Linked DNA regions of Sus scrofa: region 2 is linked to region 1. The links are chromatin contacts, called in public HiChIP or PLAC-seq maps. All regions are on one chromosome and are shown on one strand. Each heading gives the region's core, a stretch centred on a gene start, on an enhancer-like site or on the middle of the called end of the contact. The rest is flanking DNA. Distances are from core to core; before and after follow the strand shown.

Region 1 (3,694 bases), core at 142-2,641:
AGATAAAGTTCTAAGTTGTTGGTTCTGTTTTTTGATTCACTTTTTATGTAGAAGTAGCCCAAACTTATTTAATTACTTTGGTTATACAGATGAGTACTTTTCCTGAGTACTTTTTACTTGTTTGGTAACAGCCTTTGAGATGTTTCTTAGAAATCTGCTACTCTTGAGAATTGTGGCATTTCGGGTCTCAGGGGTTTTAGTTGGCTCTGTTGTTTGTTGAAGGAAACCATAGTTAACCCTGAAGAGGATTCAAAAATAATGACAACAATAGCAGCAACGGTGTTAATGCTTCACCACTCTTTTCTTTTTTTCTTGGCTGTGCCTGAGGAATGTGGAAGTTCCCAGGGCCAGGGATTGAACCTGTGCCACAGCAGCAACTCAAGCCTCTGCAGTGATGCCAGATCCCTAACCCGCTGTGCCATAGGAGCACTCCTCCACCACTCTTTTTTGATTTCAGTAACCTCACAACAACATGATGAAGCAGATACTGTGATTGCTGTTTACAAAGGAGGCAGCTAAATCTCAGAGAGGTTAAGTAACTTGCCCTAAATCATATTGCTAGACAGTGGAGTGAATAGCATAAGATGATCAAATTGCAAGGGGAACCTATACATCTATAACTTGTGTTTCTACTGGGTTGTGTATAATCTCTAGGTGATTTTTTTTTTTTTTAGTGGTTTTTAAATTATATTCTAGGATTAAGCAGAGAAAACCTTTCAAGGTGATTCTCTTCTCATTGTTACGGAGGGAGAGGTGGTTGGAAATGGGGTGGAATCTTAGCATTTGTGTAATGTACATATCCCAGGCACATCCTTTTGGTTGTACTTATTTAAGACTTTAGGTGATTGAGAATTGATTCTGGGGACTGTGTAATGGTATCACAAAGACTATTCTTGGCACCCTTTGTCCCAGTCTGGTTCAGGGACAGATTAGGAAACTTATTTCTTCCTCCTTTTTAAAAAGAAGAATGAAAAACATGTTTGACTGGCACTTCCTCCTCAGCAAGAGGCCTGCCTGACTACAGTTTGATTTAGTTCCTTTTGTTCTTTGTAGAGAACAAATAAAATTTCTACTCAGGTGGCTGTAAGGAGTACATCAGGAGAAAGTTCCTTATCTTTTTAAAGAAGCAGAGCAAATATTTTTCTTCAGACAAAAGAGAGACTGTGCAGTTGTTTTAGTCCTATTGACTTCTTGCCATCATCAGACTTTGTCTTGTTGGAATTTTTAGTGTGTTTAGGTCCTTGGGAATTGGTAGACAAGCTCTTCGGTAGTCCTGAGCTTTAGTTTTTTCTTGATAACTGCTATTTGCAGCAGCTCTTTCCTTGTCCTTGTGATTCCTGTAAGAACTTCAGATTGCATCACAGTTTTCTGAATCATACGATGTTTGTGACCTATATTTTCTTCTTCCTCTTGAGTAACATGAGGTCAGAAGGTCAGATTTTTTTAGGAATTGGATTGCTGCTGTTTTCAGCACATGTTATAAGATTATAAATGATTTATATGCATTTCTTTGAAAGTACTTTTACTGTTACACTGTGGGACAAAAGACCCTCAAAACTCATTTCTGCTGAACTTCTCTCTAAATTAGGTAAAAGAATGATTGGCTCCCAGAAAATTACAGACTCAGTTAAGGGTTAAGGTGAACAGATGGGAACTATATTTCTGCCACCTTCCGGGTTCGTAATTATTCAGCTGTGTGGCAGTTTTGTTTCCAGACTTTTGATCTTAAACCATGAGTTGTCAGGGTCATCAAGGAGATTATTTCCTTCCAGTTAGTTCATCCTTAGTTTATTCAGGAGGTTGGCCTTCGGTGTGTTGACATATTCAGTGTGTAGATATTTATATCGTATGCTACTGGGGGTGAAAACTGTATTATGAGTATACAGGCTTGAGTTTGCAGTCACCCATTAGGGAACTTGGTGCTGTATGTGACTGGCAACTTGGAGTTATGTCTTTCTATAGAATCTTTCTGACTTTTTATGTTTTAATATTCCAGGGAAAAAAGCTCTTAGCACAGGTGATAAATATATTTTTCCTTCTGTATTTGGATGCATCTAGTTGTGTACTTTTTAGATTGTAGCCTTTCATGAACTGTAAAGAGCTGATTATTGTTTGATTTTTTATAAGTATTTATTACTTTTTAAATTTAACAACTGAAGAGAACACTGCCTTTCCTGATGATTAAGTCATCTATGATCCTACCACCCAAAGGTAACCATGGTTTAATACTTTTTCTATTTCTTTTGTATTATTAGTCTCAAAGATTTTTCTTATATCACATTGTGTATATAATTTTGTATTTTGCTTTTTTTCACTTAATGTGTTTTTTCCATATCATTAAATATTTAAAATTAAATTTTGAATAGATAATTTTAAAAATAAAAATGGGAGTTCCCAGCATGGCTCAGTGGAAACGAATCCAGTTAGCATCCATGAAGACACGGGTTTGATCTCTTGCCTTTCTCAGTGGGTTAAGGATCCGGCGTTGCTGTGAGCTGTGGTGTAGGTTGCAGACTCAGCTTGGATCCCACGTTGTTGTGGCTGTGGCGTAGCTCTGATTCTACCCCTAGCCTGGGAACCTCCATATGTCATGGGGTGCGGTGCTGAAAAGACAAACAAATAAATAAATAAATAGTAAAAATAACATAAAACAAAAACATTGAGAAGTCTAGCTTTTGGAATTCCCATTGTGGCTCAGTGGATTAAGAACCTGACTAGTATTCATGAGAATGTGGGTTCGATCCTTGGCCTTGCTCAGTGGGTTAAGGATCTGGCATTGCCGAAAGATGCAATGTAGGTTGCAGAAGTGCCTTGGATCTGGTGTTGCTGTGGCTGTGGTGTAGGCCGGCATCAGCTGCTGCTCCGATTCGACCCCTAGCCTGGGAACTTCCATGTGCTGCAGGTGTGGCCCTAAAAAGATGAAAAACCAAAAAACAAACAAAAAGAGGAGTCTAGTTTTCATCTTTGTCTCCATTCACCTTTTTCCCTCAGTCCCTAATAAGTGACCATTAATTTCCCCTTGCTTTTCCCTCTTCTGAACACTGTATCTTGTAGATCTCTTTTATTGGTACCCAGAGAATCTTGCTTACCCTATTAGTCATCTCTTCCCCTTCATATGGACACTTGGGTTGTCCCCAATTTTTGCTGTTACAAACAATAAGAGGTAGTAATTAAAGGGAAAAAATAAAGTGTTTACTCTGCTTCAGTTATTAAGGGAAAGTTCTCTCCAGAAGAATGCCAGCTAATAAATGTAGAAATAATGATGGGAGTGGAAAATCAACATGAAATAATTTAAGAAAGAATCATCAGTAACTGCTAAACTGTTAAGCAAAAGGTTGAAGAGAAACAGGGTGCCAAACGTTAGCCACAGGGGCTAATTGTAAAGGGGGAAATACACCTTTATAAAGAGAACCTGGCTGATACAGACTCATCTTAGTGATCATGTGTTGCCAAATGATCATGCCGTTTACCGTCTAACTAACTGAGACAGTCTGAGGATATGATGTGCTGCATCACGAAGGACTTGGACAGCATCACCCGTGAAGCATTCTTGCCCAGACCACTTAACCTAAATCTGGTCAGTGTTTACAAGAAATATACAGAGGCAAGCTAAATGGCACTATGAAGAAATAACCAGACTAAACTGGGATATAACTGTCAACTACAGGTTAACTATCCTGGTCTTTTTTTGGGG
Region 2 (3,618 bases), core at 539-3,038, 170 kb after region 1:
AGGCCCCCGAGTAAAGCCAGGGGCTCCTTGGCATCCAGGCCTGGCTGCTAATCTTTTCCCTTCCCTTTCTTGGCTGTAAAACAAGAAAAAACACAACAAGACAAAAAAACAAAAAGCAAACAAAAAAACACCGCATTAGTGGGGTTTGGGCGACCCAGTGGAGAGGCCCCCCCCACCTCCACCCCTGACACACACAGATCTGAGAGAAGAAAATTCTGCCCCCTGGTGGTTCTCTATCAGCTGGTCTGGAAACTGGCAAGATAGGGCAGCCATTATGATGCTGGACAGTCCTCAGTCCCCCAACTTTGACTTTCACTTGGGATCAGAAAAACTTAAAAGTTCCCGGTCCCTGTCCTGGTCCTAGCAGCCCTGGACAATAGCCTTGCCCCCTCACCTGAGAAGTGGGCAGATCCACCTCTACCCTGTTGGCCTCCAGGGCTGCTGTGAGTCAGAAATGAAGCTAAGGGAGGGAGGAAATATGGACTGTGAAGTCCTTCCAACATAGCAACTGCCCCCTCCTGCTGGAGACACGGCAAAGCTAAGCCCTTCCAGGTCCACTTCCCTGAATCCGAGGCCAAACGCTCCAACAGAACAGCTCTGTCCTTCCTGGAGCCAAGACTTCAATCTCCTGAGCACCTTCTGCAAGGCCCTCAGGACCACTTATCTGCGGTCTCTGTCTACAGGGAGCCCCAGGGCAAACACATCAAGACGTCGCTGGTCAGAATGCAGAACGTCAGGCTTCATCATTCCCTTTACAGGTGGGGCAACTCCCTGCGACGACTGCACCCCCTTCACTAACCTTTGGCCTTGGCTTTGGTCTTGGGGGTGCAGGGCTTGGTCACACGGATGGTCTCCTGGCACTGAGCATTGTACCGAGCCTTCTTCAGGGTGCCTTGGCGGGCTTTGGTGCCTGTGCCCCCATCACATGCCCCCCAGCTCTCAAACTTGTACTTGCAGTCAGCTGGCGGGAGAGTGCGGGGGGCGGGGGTCAGAGCTGGGCCGCCAGCCGCCCTCGCCACCGGTTTGCCCAGGCAACCCCCACCCCTGCCTACCCTCCGCCTGCGCCCCACCTCACCTCCAAACTCCTTCTTCCAGTTACAGGGCACTCGGCACCGGACGCGCTGCGTCTGGGCCCCGCAGGTGCCCTCGCGGAAACCCACTCCGCAGTCCTTGCTGCTGGGGGTGCAGGGCCCCCAGGTCCACTCGGCACACTCGCTCCCCGGGCCGCCCTTCTTCACTTTGTCTACAACGCACGGGGAACAGAACTCAGGACCCGGGCCAGGAGAGACTCTCGCAGAGACCCCCTCCTGGGGTCGCGGCCGCACCTCGACCCTCCTTCAATCCCTCAACCCCTGTATCACCTTTCTTTTTGGCCACCGCGTCGGTGAGCGCTAGCAGGGCGAAGAGGGCGAGGAGGAGGAAGCCTCGGCGCTGCATCCTGGGGGGAGAGCACGGGTCAGGGTCCCCGTCCGGGGCTGCAGGCGTGGACCTCCCACCTCCTTTCCCCAGTTTCCAGGCCCAAGGGGTCGGGCTGGTACGGCGGCGGCGGCGGACTCAGGGGCGCTGGCCCCTAGCCGCCCGCCGGGGCGCACGGAGGGAGGCGTCTCCCCCGGGGGCCGTCTGCAGCCCGGGACGCAGCTCAGACCCCCACCCCGCGTCCAGCCCTCAGGTCGGCTGCGGCCGAGGGGCCGAGGCCGCCGTGCGCCCTCCGGGGCCCCGCGCACTCACTCGCTCTCTGCCGGCGCTGCTTCGCTCCCTCCCGCGCCGGGCCCGTCCCGCTCCGGCCGCCGCGGCCCCTTTTGTCTCCAGAACCGGTCTGAGCCGGTCACATGGGCCCCCGCCCCCTCCCCCCCCCACCGAGGAAGGTCCCGCCCCCTCCCCTCAAACCCGCGCCGCCCCCGACCCCGCGGTCCCCGCCTTCGCTCCCGCCCCGCGCCCCCAGCCTCTACCCCAGCTTCCCGCCAGTCGGCCCCACACCCTCCATCCCCAGACGCCCAGCTCTCCCGGCCCCGGGCTTCCGTCCGGTCCTGGCACGCCCTGTCCCTGGCCCCCAACCACGGGCTCCGTGGGTCCTGGGCTCCTGCTTGCCGTCCCCTCTCCCCGCTGGCCGCCAGCTTCCCTCCACGGCCACGAAGCCTTAGGTGGCCACCTGGAGGGAGCACGGAGCCCCGGGTGTGTCACAGGTCTCGGCGCGGGGCCCGCTGGGAGCCTGTGTGCGGCTCCGGCCCCCGAGGCCCGGGTGCAGCATTTAACCCCGTCGAGGCCCTGCTCCATCTCCCAGGGCCCCTTAGACGCTGGGGAAGAAGTGCCAGCCCGCGCCTCGAATGCTTCACTAAGGGTGCGGGGAGATGCTCTGCTCGATGTCGGGGGCGCTGGGCCCGGGAACCCCGGGGAAGCGCACGGGTCGCGGGTGCCGAGGCCCTCCGCCTTTCTCCAAGCGCAGGTTGGAGGGGTCGGGGGCTGGGGAGTTGAGGGAGGAGGAGCGCGCAGACCTGGATTTGGAGCTGACAAGAGCCGTCTGAGAAAAGTTCCAGACCCGGCCCGGCAGCAGCTGCAAATGCCCAGCCCTTCTGACCCAGGGGCCTCGGGGACCACCTCATCCGATCCCCTAAACAGCGAACGCAGCTTAGGTCGGGGGGTTGGGGGGGGCTTGCCCAAGGCCACTGGGCCGAGGGGCCCCAGAAGCCAGGCCTCGCCCCGCTCTACCTCTTTCACTTTCATTGTTACCGTCCCAGCGGGAAGCGGGAAGCAGGAGGAAATCGGCTCCTCCCCCAGCCGCGACGAGCGCGGCAGCCAGGCCGAGGTCAGGTCCCGGGCAGCCCCTAGGACCCCACACCAAAGGGGCACCGGGACCCCCTGAAGCGAGTCTGGGTCTGGGTCTGCGGTGTTCGGGTCCCCAGCCTGAGGGGAACCCGGCACACCCCCCTGCTTCTGGAGGAAGATCTCCCCCGCAAAAAAAAAGAAAAGCAGAAAGGAAAAAAAATCCATTTTACTGAGTCACACCCAGCTGTAAACATGTCACCGTGAGAGCCCCACCCCACCCCCGGGCCACACAGTCGGAGGTGAAATGACCGGGTAGAGAGGAGGGTCACGGGGTAGGTGCTAAGCAGGGCAGGCAGCCGCAGGCAGATGCAGCAGGCTCCTTGTTTCCAGGAGGAGGCCGGCGGGAGGGTTGGGATCAGGGCAGGAGACCAGGCCCAAGCTCCCAGGAGCCTGAGTGGGGGTCCCAGAGGCCTGGGAATCTTCAGAAGCCTTTTCCTGAAGGCCCCCTGATAGGGCCTCGAGCCCCTCTGCCCTCTTTCTCCCCCTAAACGCCAGGGCAGCCCCTGCAGTGAGGGTGAGGGCTGCCCCCGTCCCCCCAAAGGCCTGCCCAGCCCAGCCCAGCCCAGTCTCCTGTTTCCCCGTTGAACCTCTGAGTTATGCTGGAGCCTCAGCGCAATGGGTGAGACCGCCCCCCCACCCCAGCTTCTCAGAGTCCAGCCCTGATCTGGGCAGCTCCTCAGGGGGGCAGCACGGGGCTCGGCCCTGGGGCCTGGGTCCCTCGGGCCTGGGTCCCTCTGCGACTTCCGACTGGAATGTGGCAGTGAGGTGGGTGAGGAGGGGCTCATCCTTCTGCCG

Evidence for each region. HiChIP or PLAC-seq counts read pairs in DNA pulled down with a chosen protein or histone mark.
Region 2: a contact with region 1 is called in an H3K27ac HiChIP or PLAC-seq map of alveolar macrophages. The contact joins the promoter of MDK here to the enhancer-like site in region 1. A contact is called at or near these places in 3 of 5 promoter capture datasets (fetal liver, fetal skeletal muscle and liver), 14 of 47 Hi-C or Micro-C datasets (alveolar macrophages, blood, embryonic fibroblasts and 9 more) and 2 of 2 datasets of contacts at active chromatin or transcription factors (alveolar macrophages and skeletal muscle).

The regions. Positions count from the first base shown.
Region 1 is chr2:15,961,455-15,965,148 of Sscrofa11.1, forward strand. The region is part of intron 1 of AMBRA1 (activating molecule in BECN1-regulated autophagy protein 1); the gene reads left to right. Among named protein-coding and RNA genes, the nearest start is that of AMBRA1, 28 kb to the left of the region's middle. Within about 2 kb of position 1,392, at least 31 of the 83 cell types and tissues checked have an H3K27ac peak or open chromatin away from gene starts, as enhancers often do. A contact at or near this core is called in alveolar macrophages, mesenteric adipose tissue, omental adipose tissue and 3 more, where this site is marked.
Region 2 is chr2:16,131,075-16,134,692 of Sscrofa11.1, forward strand. MDK (midkine (neurite growth-promoting factor 2)) reads right to left here and starts at 1,789. Exons shown (of 5, transcript NM_001195352.1): 1 at 1,729-1,789; 2 at 1,362-1,438; 3 at 1,076-1,243; 4 at 800-961; 5 at 1-73. The coding sequence starts at 1,437. The coding sequence ends at 48. DGKZ (diacylglycerol kinase zeta) reads right to left here. Exons shown (of 31, transcript XM_021085253.1): 31 at 2,972-3,618. It overlaps CHRM4 (muscarinic acetylcholine receptor M4), which reads left to right. Exons shown (of 2, transcript XM_003122828.5): 2 at 1-6.